Regions from separate parts of the Mus musculus genome. Here region 2 is linked to region 1. The links are chromatin contacts, called in public HiChIP or PLAC-seq maps. All regions are on one chromosome and are shown on one strand. Each heading gives the region's core, a stretch centred on a gene start, on an enhancer-like site or on the middle of the called end of the contact. The rest is flanking DNA. Distances are from core to core; before and after follow the strand shown.

What was found. HiChIP or PLAC-seq counts read pairs in DNA pulled down with a chosen protein or histone mark.
Region 2: a FOXA1 HiChIP or PLAC-seq map of pancreatic cancer cells shows a contact between it and region 1. The contact joins two enhancer-like sites. A contact is called at or near these places in 2 of 115 datasets of contacts at active chromatin or transcription factors (embryonic stem cells and pancreatic cancer cells) and 1 of 9 other capture datasets (liver).

What each region holds. Positions count from the first base shown.
Region 1 is chr4:141,304,218-141,309,037 of GRCm38.p6, reverse strand. Epha2 (Eph receptor A2) reads right to left here. Exons shown (of 17, transcript NM_010139.3): 2 at 2,457-2,524; 3 at 1-633. Among named protein-coding and RNA genes, the nearest start is that of Epha2, 5.4 kb to the right of the region's middle. Within about 2 kb of position 1,942, at least 26 of the 459 cell types and tissues checked have an H3K27ac peak or open chromatin away from gene starts, as enhancers often do. A contact at or near this core is called in pancreatic cancer cells, where this site is marked.
Region 2 is chr4:141,512,151-141,516,970 of GRCm38.p6, reverse strand. Spen (spen family transcription repressor) reads left to right here. Exons shown (of 16, transcript NM_019763.2): 3 at 1-135. Among named protein-coding and RNA genes, the nearest start is that of Gm4123, 21 kb to the left of the region's middle. Within about 2 kb of position 2,595, at least 30 of the 459 cell types and tissues checked have an H3K27ac peak or open chromatin away from gene starts, as enhancers often do. A contact at or near this core is called in pancreatic cancer cells, where this site is marked.

The sequences.
Region 1 (4,820 bases), core at 693-3,192:
GCACTGCCCGATGGGCACCAGCCACTCGCCATCCACCGTGCAGTGCATGAGAGGCCCCTCGCCCCCATAAGGCACCACGGCATGGTCCACGCAGGTACCGGCCACCGTGGCCAGGGGTTGTGTATCGGAGACAGCGACAGCAATGGTCTCGGGGAAGCGAGCCAAGCTCTGCAGCATCTCGGGACACTTCTTGTAGTAGACGCGAACGGAGAGCAGCGCCACGCAGGCGCCGATGTCCTGGAAGGCCAGGTAGAAGCCCTTCCGGGTAAGGGGCCCCACCATGCGCTCCTCTACGTTCAGCTTGACATTGCGAGCCTCGAAGTCACTGCTGACCGTGATCTCGTCAGGGGCGATGGTGTCAATCTTGGTGAACTGGCGCTTCTGGAAGTTGGTGCCATAGTCCACATCTGACTCTGCATAGTAGAGGTTGAAGGTCTCTTTGCATGAGCTGGCGCCACCCGGGAAGCTGTTACAGTCTCGCACCGTGAACTTGAGCTCAATAAAGATGCGCTCGGCCTCCTCCCGGTACACCCAGTTGGTGCGGAGCCAGTTGTCCTGGTCGCCGGATACCACGTTGCACACCGAGTACATGTAGATAGGCATGTCGTCCATGATGTTCTGCATCAGGTCCCACTGTGTGTATGTGACAGGTGACTGTTAGTCTGGGAAGGCAGGGACTGAGTCCCACAGGACACAGCTTCAGTTTTCCCCCTCTCCTGTATTGCTGTTGTTCTCTTGAGACAGTGTCTCATGTAGTCCAAGCTGGCCTCAAACTCACTGTGTCCTGAGGGATGACTCAGTGAACATCTAATCTTCTAGCCTCTACTTCTGAAGTGTGTAAGTGACAAGTATGTACCACCACACCTGACTCTCGGTTCTCGGTGCCTTCATTCTACAGGGAAGAAAACTAGGACCTAGAGGAAGGAGACCCAAAAGCAGCTGGCCCAAGACATGGCTGTGGGTCTTTCTGGCCCTAATGTCTGGGTACTGAGTCTCCCCATCGGTGGGCCGGGGCTAGAGTCTGGGGCACCTGCACCATTTATGCTCTCTAATCCCAGTGTCCCATTTCCACAACTGCTATGAGCATACATGACAAAACACTTGAGCCCAGAACGTGGCGCTCAGGGCTACAACCATACGCAACAGCTAGCATCATGTCACCGTGTAGGGTCATCGCTGTGTGCCATGGGTGTTGACAGATACAGTAAGTGAAAACAATGGATGGTCCCTCCCGCCCCTGGAGGCTCCTCCAAGCTGCCTGGGTGGGGCTGTGTGCCCCTATGAGCTCCACGCCCCCTCGATCATTGGAGAACTTAGCATACGGTAACACAAGCCTGGCTCCCAGGGCTGTATTCTGAACTCTTCAGCATGGGAACAGCAACTGACTTGGCTCTGAATCCCCAGGGCCTCTCTGGCAAAGAATATGCGCTTAGGGTGGGCTCAGAGGAACAAATGTGTGAATAAAGGAAAGAAAAAAAAAAGCAAGTAGGGGCTGGAGAGATGGCTCAGTGGTTAAGAGCACTGACTGCTCTTCCAGAGGTCCTGAGTTCAATCCCCAGCAACCACATGGTGGCTCACAACCATCTGTAATGGGATCCGATGCCCTCTTCTGGTGTGTCTGAAGAGAGTGACAGTGCACACACATAAATACAATAAATTTTTTTTTAAAAAATCAATAAGTAAATAAATAAAGATGGAGGTCTGACCTGTCATCCTATGTGACACTGGCCAAGACCCGAGTGCCCGCCCGGGGCTCAGTTTCCCACTGTATATAATGACTGGGTTGGATAAGGCTATCTACCTCCAGCCTCCAGCTGGACATTCCGGGATCCTAGAAGTCTTTTCAAAACTATACTTCAGGCCATGACTCAGGATAGATGCAAGTCACTCAGACCTGGCCAGCTATACGCTCTGTCCCAAGAGCTCCCTTAGGGACACACCCCTCTCCCTGTCTCAGAGTCCCAGGACTTATCATGGGTGCATTGTGCCCAAGGGAAATTGAGGCTCATAGCACAGTAAGTAGTATCTTCCCCAAAGTCCACAGCCCTCGGACCAGGAATCTGAGGTCAGGGCAGGACCACCAGAAAGCATAGCAGGAAGGGAGATGTCCCCAGTGGAGGGTAAGGCAGAGTAGGAGGGAAGGGGCCCCAGGCAGGAAGTCACTGTCCTGTATCTCTTGCTCTTCACCCCGTGCAGCCTTTAACCCTTCCCCCGCAACCACGAGAGGCAGGCAGGACCACTGGAGCATCCCACTGCTGGGGTTCTCAGCTGTCTCCCCAGCTAGGCCACCTACAAACAGTCCCTTCCTTCTACCCAGCTGCAGTCTGCCTCGGCCCAGGTCACCACGTTTGAAGCTTGGTTGACCCGCAGAGTCTGCTCCAGGCTCCCATCCTCCATCTCTCCTGGGATGTGCAGCCCTCCTTCCCACCCTCCCTCAGCCCTGAAGTTTTACTCACCCCTTTGCCATAGGGGTGCGTGAGCCAGCCGAGCTCTCCCTTCATTGCTGCGAAGTCCAACAAAACAACTGTGGGAAAGATGGGGGAAGGACCAGTGAGCCAGGGCTTTCCCAGGGGCTACGCACGGCACACAGCAGAACCTGCGTGCGGTGATGTGTGTGCTCCACACCCCGCCAACCCCAGCCCCAGAATCAACACACGGCCTGACCAGAGAGGCCTGACCAGAGAAGAAGCAGGCGGGCTCAGTTTGTCACACAGCCGCCTGTCACCAGGCTTTCAGCTCTGGTGTTCCCTCAGCCCCCAGCTGGGTCAGGGCACAGCAGGAGACCGGCAGCTGGGTAGTGTGTGGGGTGAATGGGATAAAATGATAGCCCACTGCCCCATCTGCTTCCTCGAACAAGGGAACAAACACTTCATGCAGGTCACAGAGGACAAGACTGTCTGCTTCTGCCACATCCCCCTGGCATAGAACACCCTGACCCAATCTGGGCCACCCAGCATACACAGTAGCAGAGGGTACATACATACATTTACGTGCTCCATAAGAATGGGTTGTTGGCCTGGCCTGGCGGCAGCACACACTACAAAGGCAGAAGCAAGTGGATCTCTAGGAGTTCAAGCCCACCGTGGTCTATATAGTCAATTCCAGGCCAGCAAGGCTACATGGTCAGACTCTGTACTCCACTCCACCCCCCCAAAAAAATAAAGAAAAGGCTGTTGACAAGAGGGGACAGATCTGGGGGATCTGTCCACCACAGTCACTGTGAAGGACTAAAGGTTTGAAGGCATGGAGGTGTCTAGGAGGGGCCCAAAGCCACACGTCGCTGGGAAAATCATCTTAACCCTGGGAGAAGTGCCTATGGGAAAGAATGGAAGGAAACCTTCACAGGGGGCTCCCCCTGGCCCAGAGGGATCAGGTGCCAGGACCACACTATCTCATCTCTAGAGGCATCAGGAGGGGACTACAGAGATGGCTCAGCAGTTAAGAGCCCAGAGGACCTCCTTGTAACTCCAGTCCCAGAGGATCTGACGCCCTCACAAAGACAGACAATGCAGTCAAAACACCAATGCATATGAATATAAATCAACCAATCAATCAATCAATCAGTCTGGAACTGCCAGGGCCTGGCCTGGCCCTCGGGCTCCTTCCACCAGCCACTCCTACTTCTCTGGCATGTGCAGCAGCCAAGACCCAAGATTCTGTTTCTCTTTAATTTCCAAGTAAATGCTAAGCCCTATCACCCTGCTCAGAGAGCAAGGTATTGGGGAACCTGAGGCTTTGGACCCACATGAGATCCCCAGATTCAGAAGCCAAGGCCAATGGTCAAAGAAGAAGAAGAAGAAGAAGAAAAAGAAACTGAAATGTAATTACTTTCGTGGGCAAAGCAGGTTGAAGATCTGACCCCAGAAGCAACTCTCCTCTAAACCAACAGCTAGGCAGGCTAGGGTTCCAGATGTAAGAGGAGACTCCACGGCCCTAAGAACAGTGTGGCTCAGTTGAGGAGTCCACTCTTAGGAGGTAACTCCGTGGACCACCACCAACAACACAAAAAATAAAGTTAACCGAGTGCTAGCCAACGTGGACCTCTAGTTTGACCATAAACCAGATGTGGTGACACGCGCCTCTGATCCCAGCACTCCAAAGGTAGAGGCAGGCAGAGCTCTACGAGTTTGAGGACAACCTGTTCTACAAAGCAAGTTCCAAGCTAGTGAGACTATATAGTGAGACTCTGTCTCAAACAAACAATAAGTATCTTAGGGGGCTGGAGAGATGGTTCAGTGGTTAAGAGCACTGACTGCTCTTCCAGGTCATGAGTTCGAATCCTAGCAACCACATGGTGGCTCAAAACCATCTGTACAGCTAAAGTGTACTCATATACATAAAATAAATCTTTAAGTCAGGCGGTGGTGGCGCACACCTTTAATCCCAGCACTCAGGAGGCAGAGGCAGGTGGATTTCTGAGTTTAGGCCAGCCTGGGCTACATAATGACATTCTGTCTTAAAGAAAACCCTTTCTGAAGTTAGACTGTCTCTGTCCTAGGAAGTCCTGAAGTCTGGTGAGAAGCACTGGTCCTGACCTCTGTCACATCTATAGTAAGCGTCTGGCAGCCCAGACAAGGAAGAGGAACTCTGAAGTGGCTCAGACACTGCACCACCTGCCAGTGAGGCAGGCTGTAGTTAGGAAGTGGAAGGTGCGGTGGGTAACGGCTGGGATTTGTTCAGACATGCCCAGAGAGGGCCTAAGCTGGCAGGAATGGTATTGGGGGTTCCTGACTCTAGCTGGGTGGGAGGATGGGGGGAGGGCGCTGTTTAGTAAATCTAACACATAGTACACACACATACACACACCATATACACAAGTA
Region 2 (4,820 bases), core at 1,346-3,845, 210 kb before region 1:
AAACCAGTCCCCGCAGAGGCTGGCTAGCCAAGCGTCCAGACCCACCAGGTCCCCCAGCGGCAGCGGCTCCAGGAGTCGATCCTCCAGTAGTGACTCCATCAGCAGCAGCAGCAGCAGCAGCAGCAACACTGACAGGTAAGTTCTCAGCTGCTCATCGGCGCGGGTGAGTGAGCTGTCCACGTGTTCTCACTCAGTGGTCGGTGGTAATGGCCATAATACTTCATGTTTATGTAATAATAACTTCATGTTTAAATAAATACTAACTTCATGTTTAAAGAAAGTAATCTTGGATTTTTGTGTTTAATGAGTGACATGCAGTTAACCAGAGTCTAAGTGATGGTCTGTCAGAGCTGTTGTTGAAATTCAGTTGCTGGAAAGGAAGAGAACTAGGGATGGAAGTCTGGTGAGACAGAGGCGTGAGCCTGGATCTCTGGAGTTTCAGTTTAACTTCTTAAGTGTGTGGAGTCAGCTTCTCCATGGGGCCAGATGTTTCTGAAAGCTGTTTGGTTAACTGTGTTGGTGGAATCCATTGTTTATTATCAGCAAGTCAATCAACTTTAAGCATATTTTAACACCACAGTGTGCTTTATCAATTGTAGAAGTGCATTCTTCCCCCAGAGTTACGGCATTGTCCTTCAAGGCTGCGGAGACTCAGTTGTTGGGCTCTTTTGGATCTGAAGGGGTTTTCTGTTAGAGATAACAATAATAAATTGAAGGTAGTTAACAAGGAGACGTAGGCTTAGGCTGTAAGCCAAACTGTTCCAAAACTTTATGTTTTGAAAGTAGAGTTCAGTAGCTGGTACAATCCTTAGGTGGCACTAGATAGTCTTCCTGTGACGTCTGGGCCTCTGCTTTCTCATTGCTTATGCGAACCTTACTGAAGAGGTAGGTATGGCAGCCTGCGCCTATAACACCCCCACAACAGGCCTGCACAGAAAGACCCTATTCCAGTCTGCCACTCCTCATAGCTGAAGAACCTCAGATTCCCAGAAGACAAATACTCTTTTTTTTTTCTTTTTTCTTTTTTTCAAGACAGGGTCTCTCTGTGTAACCCTGGCTGTCCTGGAACTCACTTTGTAGACCAGGCTGGCCTCGAACTCAGAAATCCGCCTGCCTCTGCCTCCCGAGTGCTGGGATTAAAGGCGTGGGCCACCACGCTCGACGACAAATACTCTTATTTATTGTGAATAGTAAAGTGATGTTGCTTACTGCGGTGTCAGAGTATAAGCCCCGCCTCGTCGGCAGCCACCACTTGCTTCATGGCCGCTGGCAGGCTTCATGCGTTTCTTCTCTCTGTCGTTATTCAGACTGTTAAACAAGGGGCCCTGTGTTTAAATTTGAGTGGCATGTATTATAAACCTAGAACACACAGCTTCTTTGACCTGATTAAAAAGTCCAGAATTTTCTTTCAGTATCATGTGCTTACATCTAAGAGAAGCAAATGGCCATGCAATTCAATAACTCTTAGGTTTCCTAAACTGCCGAATTCAGACTAGTCAAATGGAGACTTGTAGCCTCATTTTTTTTTTTTTGGTTTTGGTTTTTCGAGACAGGGCTTCTTTGTGTAGCCCTCCTGTCCTAGAACTCAACTCTGTAGACCAGGCTGGTCTCAAACTCAGAAATCCGCCTGCCTCTGCCTCCCAAGTGCTGGGAGTAAAGGTGTGTGCCACCACTGCCTGGCCTCATCTATTTTTTTAAGTATTCATTTATTTATCTCTCTGAGTACTCTATTTGCATTTATGCCTGCAATACAGAAGAGGGCATCGGATCCCATTACTGATGGTTTTGAGCCACCGTGTGGTTGCTGGGAATTGAACTTAGGTCCTCTGGAAGAGCAGTCAGTGCTCTTACCCACTGAGCCATCTCTCCAGCCCCTAGCTTCATCTTCTTAATTTACCTATGCTCTCACTATTAGGAAATTGCCATGTAATGAGTTGGTACTTAATTTAGGAAGCCGAAGAAGTCGGACTGGCATGTTAGCTGGATGAAGAATGGGTGAAGTTCATTTGAATCCTATGAACAGATTATAAAATCTTGCTTTGTTTCACTTTCTCCTTTTCTCATTTCTCTAGAACTTGGCCATTAAAGGAACCCCTTAGCATTTCAGGGATCAGAGCTCGACTGGAAGTGTGTGTGTGGTGTGGATGTTGATGTTGTTATCAGGAAAGTCCATAAAGTCAGGCCCTGTGCTAACTTATACTGAAGGCAATGGACCCAGTCTGGCCGAGAAGCAAAGCGTAAATGCACGTGTGATCTGAGATGCTCGAGGAGCTGATCTTTGCACATAGATTCTCAGATCTGTGTTCTGACAGTCTGAACATGGAGGAGGGCAGGGTGTACCTGGAAAGGACCCAGGGACCAAGTCTCAGGGAGAAAGTGGGTGAGCAGGGAGATGCCGAGGTAACTGTGTCAGGTGACCTTGTCCACGATATCCTGTTGACGGGACGGGAGCAGGAGGGTCAGAAGGTCACTTCTGACCAGCTGACTCACGGTGTTTTGTGTTTGAAATGGAGAACTTTTGTGTTCTTTGCTCTTTGCACGGCTCTGATTTGTTCTGGTAAGGCGCACGATAACAGGGAGGCGGGGATTGGAGCCTGCTACCAGAGGACAGCACTCCATGGGGTGGGGATGTTGACATTATAAGTGTGTGGTGCCATGCCTGGTTTGTGTGGTTCTTCAGGTTGAGCCTGGACTCTGTGCGTGCAAGGCAGGCCGGCTGCCAACTGAGTCCGGTCTTCAGCTTGTTTATTTAACCCCTTTGAAGAGATTCTAATACATTTCTTGGCCTACTGGTTTCCTTTCATGTATAGTAATAAGGAAATGTGTGTGTGTATTTACAAATATGTACATACTTTAACTATACGCGTGTGTGCGCGTGTACACACAGAGGGAACATAAGATTGACTGTGGTCACAATTCCCTTCCCAGCAGCGGTATTTTCTGGACCTGGTATATTTCAGCTGGACCTGGTTTATTTCAGCTGGGCCTGGTATAATATTTCAGCCATATTTTGCTTTTAGTTCATTACCTGAGCCTAGCATATTAGCTTATTGATTTCTTTCTATTATTAGCAGTGTGACAGCTGCTTTGTGATAAGTGCTCGGTATCCATGTCTGGAATGATGGGAGAACCTCGAGAGCTAGGAGAGGGCGTTGGTCAGGCTGGAGTCTGGAGAACATGAGGAGAGGCGTTTGAATTTAGCACTTTTGTGAGCAAAGCAATGATCTGAATGTTTTGAGACCAGCAGATAATTTAGATAATTTTTGTGTGTGACAAGGTTTTTCTTTGTAGCGCTGACTGACCTGAAACCTCACTGTGGAGACCAGGCTGGCCTCAAATTCAGTCACCAGCCTCTGTAACCTGAGTGTTGGCATTAAAGGTGTGTGCTACCATGCCTGGGTAAACATGCTAATAGTTTAGGATTTTATTCTTTAAAATATAATTTTTTTAGGTTTACTTTTTTTATGTGTATTAGTGTTTTGCCAGCATATATATATGTATATGTATATGTATATGTATATGTATATGTATATGTATATGTATATGTATATATGTGTGTGTGTGTGATGTATGCCCAGTTTCTACAGAGATCAGAAGATAGCGTTGTGTATCCTGGAACCGGAGTTATGGGCAGTATAAGTCACTGTGTGGGTGCTCAGAACGGAAGTCAGGTCCTCTGCAAGAGCAGCAAGTGGGGGCTGGCAAGATGGCTCAGTGGGTAAGAGCACTGACTGCTCATCTGAAGATCCTGAGTTCAAATCCCAGCAACCACACGGTGGCTCACAACCACCCATAATGAGATCTGATGCCCTCTTCTGGCACGTCTGAAGACAGCTATAGTGTACTTATGTATCATAATAAATAAATCTTAGGGTCGGAGTGAGCAGAGGTCCCAAAAATTCAAATCCCAACAACCACTTGAAGGCTCAAGAGCATTTGTCCAGCTACAGTGGACTCATATACATGCAATTTTAAAGAAAGCAGCAAGTGCTGTTAGTCACGGAGCCACCTCTCCAGCCCCCACCCCAGGGCTTGGTTCTTTATGCAGAGATGCACACATAAGGGCTTAGAGGAGAGGTAGCTCATGGGATGTGTACTTTGAGAAAGCAACTGTTGGGCTTGCTCACATGATAGAGTGCTTGCCTAACATGCATAAGGTTTGTTCTGCAACACACAGCAGCAGCAGCAGCAACAACAACAACAAGACCCACAAACCACCACCACCAACAACAAAAAGACCCACAAACCCACAATTCTTTACCACCCTGCTCTGCTGTAAAACCAACCAGCCAGCCAAACCAGCCCCATCAAAACCTGTAAGCTCAGAACAGGATTGCAGTGGCTAGTTAGGTCCTTGGAGAAGGAAAGCTGGCTGTGCCAGAGGGTGCCTGCCTGGGGATGGGTGGGCAACAGTGTGCTGAGAGCCAGGGTGACAACTCATGGAAGAGATCAAGCCAGCGATGGCCTGGCAGTCCAGGGCTCTCCACTGAGAGCAGCACCATGGGCTCTGTGCTTTTCTCAGAGACAGCTCAGAACCAGCTGGAAAGCTTAGATGGGGGTCTTAGTTACCAGGCAGGAGGAAGCAGAAGCAGTGGAGAGTGATGGATGGGACCTTTGGTCATGTGGTCATAAAGGAAGTTAGGTCGTCTTGTACTGAGAATGGTCTCTTAGCCCTGTGTTCCTTTTTTTTTTTTTTTTTTTTTGGACACAGGGTTCCTCTCTATCGCCCTGGCTGTCCTGGAACTCACTCTGTAGACCAAGCTGGCCTCAAACTCAGAAATCGCCTACCTCTGCCTCCTGAGTGCTGGGATTAAAGGCGT